Regions from separate parts of the Rattus norvegicus genome. Here region 1 is linked to region 2. The links are chromatin contacts, called in public Hi-C maps. All regions are on one chromosome and are shown on one strand. The core of a region is the stretch at or near the end of the contact, and the rest is flanking DNA. Distances in the headings are between cores, read along the strand shown.

Region 1 (3,739 bases), core at 936-3,435, 100 kb after region 2:
ACTGATAGGAGTTCATGTGTGCATTTGCCCTGTTGTGGAAAACACTTATTCCATGAAGTCTGGCTCTTAAAGTCTTGTTGCCTCCTCTCCCACATAGATTCCTGAACTTACTTCCAGGGGAGAGGTGTGATACAGGCATCTCGGTTAGGGCTCAGCACCCCAGCCTCCTATTCTTTGCACATTGACCCGTTGTGAGTTTCTGTGTTAGTTACCATCTACCTCAAGAAACTTCTCTGATGAGTATGGGGCACTGATGAGTGAATGTAGTAATAAGTTACCAGAGTCAGCTGTTTGTTGCTATGCTCCTTGAGTTGTCAGCAAGAGCTTACCTAAAGTGGGACTAACAACCAGAATACCTAGGACTCTGTACCTGTCTTGATCACCCTCACTGGGGACTGAAGGGAAAAGGAACTTACTGAGGGAACTGAGCAGTTTAACTCAGAAATAGTTTGGGACCTGGGAAAAGCATTTAATAGGGAAAGCTCAACTCTATGGGAACTGTTCTTTCTTTCCACCATCCATCAGTTGCCAGCCCTTTGTCGTGGTCTGGTGGCCAGTCCCTGAGCCCACCCTTCTGTATCCTGTGAACATGTCCTGACACAACTTTATGCTTTTTATAGTTTATAGTATTACTTCATAATACTCTGGTTCCATTATAAAAGTTGATGATTAGGTATAATTCATTGTGGCATGAGAGTTATACCTTAATTTAAAAACAAAGAAACCTACTGCAAGAGATGACTCAGCACTTAAGAGCTCGTACTGTTCTTCTAGAGGACCAGAGCTCGATTCCTAGCATCCATATCACATCTACCATTGTACTCTAGCCTCAGACAACCTAGTGCCTCTGGCCTCTCAGCACCTGCACGAGCACGCACACAGGTGCACAGAGACACGTAATTAAACATAAAACAGACCCTTTCAAACTTACTAATTTGTGCAGATTTAAATTTCTACCATTATTCAAGAGTCTGTTTCAGAAGTACATGCTGGTGTATTTATGATAAAATTGTATGTTTCTGTGAAAACAGTAATTGGATTTAAAAGAAAGATTGACCATGCGTGGTGTGATAACCAGGGCAAAGCGAGATTTCTGAAGAGCTCCTTAGTTGTTGTTTGTTGTTTTTGCCTCTGTTTGACAGAATGCATAATAGAAACTTAAATATGTACTTTGTTATTTTTGGTATTTCCACAGCTTTTGTTTATTCCAATATATTGCTTCACCTGGTGCATTTTAAGGAGTTCCGCCTTTACATTGTGAGTTATTTAAAACAAGAAACAGAATAGTTTGACACACCGCTTAACCTGCAGAAAGTAGTTCATTAAGTGGGTGAAATGAATGTTTGCTGGTGGCAGAATCAGATCCACGTGAGTCACCTAGAGGTGGTTCCATAGTGCTCAGACTTTAAAGCCATTGTAAAGCATAACTAAGAGTTAGGTGCAGTGAGAGCCTAAAACTAAGCGTATTTGGGAATGACCAAATACTGCAGAACCAGCCAGCTACCCCCAAGGCTCAAGACCACAGGGGCCTGTCTGCCGTGGGCCTAAGGTCCTCTGTTTGCACAGGGAAGGTTCCTGGATATTTCTGGCCTCTGCTTCCTTCTCCTTCATTTCTTCCTTCCAGTACTCCTCTGCCTTCTCTTTCTAACCCTTCCCACACACTTGCTCCATGCTTATTTAGCTGCCCCACACCTTCGCATCTCTCTGCTGCTACTCCATCTCTTCCTAGAATGCCCTTCCTAGTTTACCCAGGTTAGAAAAGCAGTCCCATTCTTTCCCCTTCTCCAGGGATGGCTTTGTGCTAGTGGAGAAACCAAGAAGCACAAGTTGCATGGGATCATGTTCTGGCCCAGTGGTGCATTAACATGACAGTTTGTTTTTGTTTCTATTTAGATTTTATTTTATCAAAGCTAAGTCAATGAGGTAACAACACATCAGGCAGGCCCACACCATCCTCCTGTGCCACCTCAGGATCCTAGAGGTCATCATGGTAGTTGATTCTTTGAATGTACTTCCCAAACCACTTTAGTTGTTGGTTTTTACTTCCTGTGAGGCACTGTTCCCGTGGGATATCAGGATGTAGCTGCTTTCACCCTGCAGGCATCACGTCTGAGGTATTAGCCTTACCCGCACCCCACGTTTTTTGGAGCGCTGGTCAGTTTTGGCAGAGGTTTGCTCTGCTGAGTTTGGCTTTCACTTTGCTGTTAGAGGGATCTGCTGCTGGTGCATCTGCTGGGCCGTCAGCACTGCCACTTTCCCATGTGGCCATTCTCATTAGGATTTGTCTTTGTTCCTCCTCTGCTCTCAGTGTTCTGTATCCATTTCCACAGTGTAATTCCAGGCTCTCCTCGCTTAGTATGCTGCTTTGAATATGCTTGGGCAGGAAGTGGCACTATTTGGAAGCGTGGCCTTGTTGGAGGAAGTGTGTCACTGTGGGCATGGCTTTAAGGCCCTCCTCCTAGCCGCGAGGAAGCCAGTCTTCTAGCAGCTTTCAGATAAAGATGTAGAACTCTCAGCTCTTCCTATACTATACCATGCCTGCCTGGATGCTGCCATGTTCCTGCCTTGATGATAATGAACTGACTGAAACTGTAAGCCAGTCCCAATTAAATGCTGTCCTTAAAAGAGTTGCTATGGTCACGGTGTCTGTTCACAGCAGTAAACCCTAACTGAGACACTCAGCAAGTCATGTTTTAAATGTATAACTAGTTTTCTGCTGGAACCGTCTGAGGCCTTGTCCTGGGAGCCTGACCGGATGGACCCACCCTGGTAATAACTCCTAGCTGGAATTCTCTGGAAACAGCTTGTTCCTATTGTGGAGTTCCCTAGTCTCCTCTACCTTGGCCTCCCTTTTGGTTAGTCTCCCTAGCCTATTTTCTCCTTCACCTTTCCTTCTGTGGAGGCGATCACCCAACAGCTTCTCCATATGGATTGGGCTTTTGGTGTCAAATTGAAGGAGTTTTTGTTTAGCCCTCAATTCTGAAGAGTTTCTTCTATTTTTTTTCCTCTAAAATTTTAGTTTTGCATTTGTCCATGAACCATTTTTAGTTCACTTTTACATAAGCCTTGAGACTGTTGTTGAAGTTCAGCTTTTTGCTTATGAGTGGCGAATTGTTCTAGCAGCAGTTTTGAAGAGGACCCCTGCTCTCCTGGGTGTGAAATGTCACCTGAACTGAATTGTAGCTTAGTAGTAGCATTCTTGTCTACATATACAAAGCCCTGGGTTTGACTCCCAGAACCCCCCACCCCCACCCCAGACACTTCAATTGTGGGGATCCATTATTAGGCCTTTCTTTGTTCTCTTTATCACCTGGATGTGTATCTTTCCACCTATTTCTTCTAGTCTCGTTCATTGTAGCTACATAGTAACACACACACACACACGCACGCACGCACACGCACATGCACACTCTCATACATACACACACTGCCCCTGACAGAGTCTTATGCTGTAGCCTTGGGTTACCTTAACTGTGTAGCCTTGAACTCCTAATTCTCCTGCCTTAATCTACCAAGTTCTGGTATTATAGGTATTGCTACCATATCATGCTCTCAAACAAGATTCTCTCAGATTTTCCTCAGAATGCTTTAAAATATTCTAGCCTATAGTATATTAGTTTCTTTTCTCACCAGTGTGACAAATGCCTAATAAAAGAAACTTAAGGATTTTGGCTCATGGTTTAAGAAGATCTACTGTTGTCATGGAAAGGAAGACATGATGGCAGGAATATGAGGCATC
Region 2 (3,880 bases), core at 1,268-3,767:
AAGGTCATATTCCCAGCAAGTTTGGAACAGCCTGGGACCTCAGAAAACCTGTTTTTCTTTCCTTTCCCCTCCTTTCCCATTCTCTCCTTCTCCCCCACTTCCTTCCTTCCTTCCTTCTTCCTTTTTTTTCTAAGAGGGTTTCTCTGTGTAGCCCTGGATGTCCTAGAACTCACTCTGTATGCAAACCAGGCTTGCCTTAAACTCAGAAATTCACCTGCCTCTGCATCGAGTGCTGGGATTAAAGCCATGTGCACCAAGTCTGGCAGGAACCTGCTTTTAAGAGAGTGGGGGTGGGGGGTGAGGGAGAGAGAGAGAAGAGAGAGGGGGTAGGGAGAAAGGGAGGTAGGAAGACAGACAGACTGGCTGACAGACAGACAGAAAGGCGGGCAGAGTTCAGCACTATATTACAAGCTTGCCTGGATGTTGCCATGGTTTTTAATGCTGTTTCACAGTAAAGTTGGTTAATTACATAACAGACCACCTCCAAAGCTTTGAGCCATGGTTCCAGCACTGCCTTAAACTGGGGCAGGTTCACAAAACTCTGAAGTGCTAGTCCCAAGGTTGCAGTGTCCCTTTCTGGGGAGCTGCTTCACAGGTATGCACTCACGTATGCTGGAGCCCTGGTTCTAAGCTCAGTGACCTGAGAAGATCATCTTAACCAGGCTCCTACCTGGGAGGAGAGTCTGTGTGCCTCTGTGGATAGTATGTGACAGAGAACATGGGCTCAGGGTGAAGGGAGAGCCAAGGCCAAGAAGAAAGGGGACAGCAAGAGGTGCAAGAACAGAGTCTGATCAAACAGCAGATTTTGAGTAAGTTAAGTGTGTAGGTACATTTTAGACGCATATAGCTTTATCCTATAAAAGCATTTATGTTTTTGTTTCTTATTCTAAAGTAATTCTTGAGGATCCCCGATGACTAATGAGAGAGCACAGTTACCACTGGGCTAGGTGAGAGAGAGGGATTTAAGTCCACAAAGATAGTAGCTCACACAAAGAGGATTCCTATAGCACTGGGTGGGTGGTCATTGGCCACTGTGAGAGGTGTCCTTGGAGCTGCCCGTTGTTACTTAAGGCAAACATACTACACTGTGAGTTGATGAATGGACAGTGAACACGGGAAACATCTGGGTTATTATTTAGGCTCTAATAGATAACTTTGTAAAAGTCTAATATTCAAATTCCTGCTCTACCACCCCTGGGTCCACACCTGAAGGAGTCCACATAAGCACAGCACACATAGCTCCCGACCCATGACTATTGATTCACTATTCACAATGCCAAGATGTGGAACCAGTCAGGGGTCCATCAATGGATGATGATGGACAGAGAAAAATGTGTCATAAACACAAGAGTGGGTAGTAGTCAGCTGTAAGGATTGAGATTGCGCCATCTGTAGGATCTGCAGGAAAACGCACAAAACCGAGACAACCACACTAAGCAAACTACATGTGGTACATTTTCTCTCACGTGGAGTCTAGATTTAAAATGAAAAATCAGGGGGTGTGTAAGATGTTAGAAGATAAAGTTGCTTGCAGCACAAGTCTGGAGGTCTGAGTCCAATCCCAGAAACCCACATAAAGATGAAGGGGGAGAACTGACTATAAAGCTGTCTTCTGGACCCTCACACAAACTCACACTGGTACCAATAATAAAAACGTGGGGCTGGAGAGATGGCTCAGCGGTTAAGAGCACTGACTGCTCTTCCAGAGGTCCTGAGTTCAAATCCCAGCAACCACATGGTGGCTCACAACCATCTATAATGAGATCTGATGCCCTCTTCTGGTGTGTCTGAAGACAGCTACAGTGTACTCATAATAAATAAATAAATCTTTCTAAAAAGAAAAGTTCAAACAGGAGGCTGAGGCAGAAGTGCCATTGAGTTCAGGGCCAGTCTGGGTCACATAGTGAGTCCTGGTCCAGCCTAGACACTCTAAAACATAAACAATAAAGAGACACATACTGAAAACAGATAAACTGAGGAGGCCCGTGGCCTTCCTCAAATATTTCAGGGTGGGAAGGAAGCTTGGTGAGGAACCCCTGGGCAGCCTCTCTACTTCTCATGCATTTTTGCTTATATATATTCATATTGTTGATTTTCAACAATAAAAGTAAAAAAGCCACCAGGCAGCGGTGGCTTACCCCTTTAATCCCAGAACTCGGGAAGCAGAGGCAGCTGAATCTCTGAGTTCCAGGACAGCCAGGACCACACAGAGAAAGCCTGTCTCAAAAAACCAACCGACCAACAAACAAACGAGTAAAAAAACCTATATACAAAGCAGAAAGTTAAACACAAAACAAGTATTACACCAGCATAGTGAACACAGGATGCAAAAGGGCTAGTGGTTCAGCTCAGTGATCAGACCTGGGCTACACCCCAGCACTGCAGTGTGTGTGTGTGTGGGGGGGGGGGGTTGTTACATAACAATCACAAGAGAAAGACAGCTCAGGAACCGTGTGGGAGGACACCAGCAGTGGAGATGACCAGCCTCATACAGCAAAGGGAGTGGGGTGAGAAGCCTGTCATTCCCACAGCTGGGGCTGCCTGGCTTGTGAAGAACCCTCCTCTCCACTCCCAGTTCACACCCTTCCCTGCCCCGGAGCTAGCTCAGGTTGTTTAATCCCTCCCTGGGCGTGGGGGCGGGACATCAGCCCTCCCAGGGTGGTCTGCTGTTCCCTCTGTAGCTTCCTTTATGTCCTCCCCACCATCCCGGAAGAGCATAAGAGTCATCGGACCTCCACACTCACGATCCCCGTTCCACACTCTCATTACACCATTTCAATGACTTCCTTTTTCTCTCTCATCTCCCAAAATAGCAAATCACATTGCTTGCCCAGATTTTCCACCTGAGTTTGTTTTTCAGTTCTGAGAGAAATCAGCTCAGCTGCGGACTGCTGTCTCAGCATCAAATGAATGGCGGTATTTAACGCTGGGACACTCAGCAGTACCGCCCTCTGGCCGCGCAGCCACCATCCTGTCAGTTTTCGCTGTGTGACAGGGAGGCAGGTGGCTCAAAACTCGAGGATGGTAAGAGCCGGGGTGTGCTTGAGTGTTTGCACTACATATGTCCCCTGAAATTTGGTGTGTGTTTATAACCATTGCAGAACAAAGTCAAGCTTACAAAGACTGGCTGGGGACTTAGTCTGTTTAGCAGTCATGGCAGAGAGATCACAGACAGGGCTATTTGTAAACTCAGATGTTTACTGTTCACAGTCCTGGCCCAAGATCAAGGCATGGACACACTGTGGGTGTGGTGAGCACTGAGGATTCACTCTGCTTCCTAGAGTACCTTGGAGTACCAGCTGGAGCACCAGTGCTCCTCCTGCCTTTTTTTTTTTTTAAAGATTTATTTATTTATTATATATAAGTACATTGTAGCTGTCTTCAGACACACCAGAAGAGGGCACTAGATCTCATTACAGATGGTTGTGAGGCACCATGTGGTTGCCTGAATTTGAACTCAGGACCTCTGGAAGAGCAGTCAGTGCTCCTAACCACTGAGCCATCTCTCCAGCACCCTCTCCTCCCTTTCTTACAAGGGCACACTGATCTGCTATTACTCACCCCTTCACTCTGGCTCCTAATCACTGCCTGGAGCCCCCCAACTTCACACTTGCCATTGGGGATTAGCTTTCCACCTGAGACACAAACATCAGATCACTGCAAGGGTAGAGAGTTTCCCAGGAGAAGTGGGTGTCTGGGAAGTGGGACTGCAAGCCACATGAACCAGGGGTGTCAATGGAAACATCACAGCTCAGCCTCAGGAGGCTGCTGCCCGGTTTAATGCACAACTGTTGCAATTAGGAAATTCTTAATTTTTTTTTTGTTTTTTTTTTTCTTTTCAAACAGGATCTGATGTAGCCCAGGCTGGTCATGAATTGGT

Evidence for each region. A called contact is a pair of places that touch in the nucleus more often than the background predicts.
Region 1: a contact with region 2 is called in a Hi-C map of psoas muscle, with 2.4 times the contacts expected there. The contact joins two enhancer-like sites. A contact is called at or near these places in 10 of 12 Hi-C or Micro-C datasets (the A7r5 cell line, Schwann cells, frontal cortex and 6 more).

The regions. Positions count from the first base shown.
Region 1 is chr4:120,932,271-120,936,009 of GRCr8, forward strand. All of the region lies in intron 2 of Aak1 (AP2 associated kinase 1), which reads left to right. Among named protein-coding and RNA genes, the nearest start is that of Aak1, 76 kb to the left of the region's middle. Within about 2 kb of position 2,186, at least 3 of the 93 cell types and tissues checked have an H3K27ac peak or open chromatin away from gene starts, as enhancers often do.
Region 2 is chr4:120,829,019-120,832,898 of GRCr8, forward strand. The region is part of intron 1 of LOC134486606 (a long non-coding RNA gene); the gene reads right to left. Among named protein-coding and RNA genes, the nearest start is that of Aak1, 28 kb to the right of the region's middle. Within about 2 kb of position 2,518, at least 37 of the 93 cell types and tissues checked have an H3K27ac peak or open chromatin away from gene starts, as enhancers often do.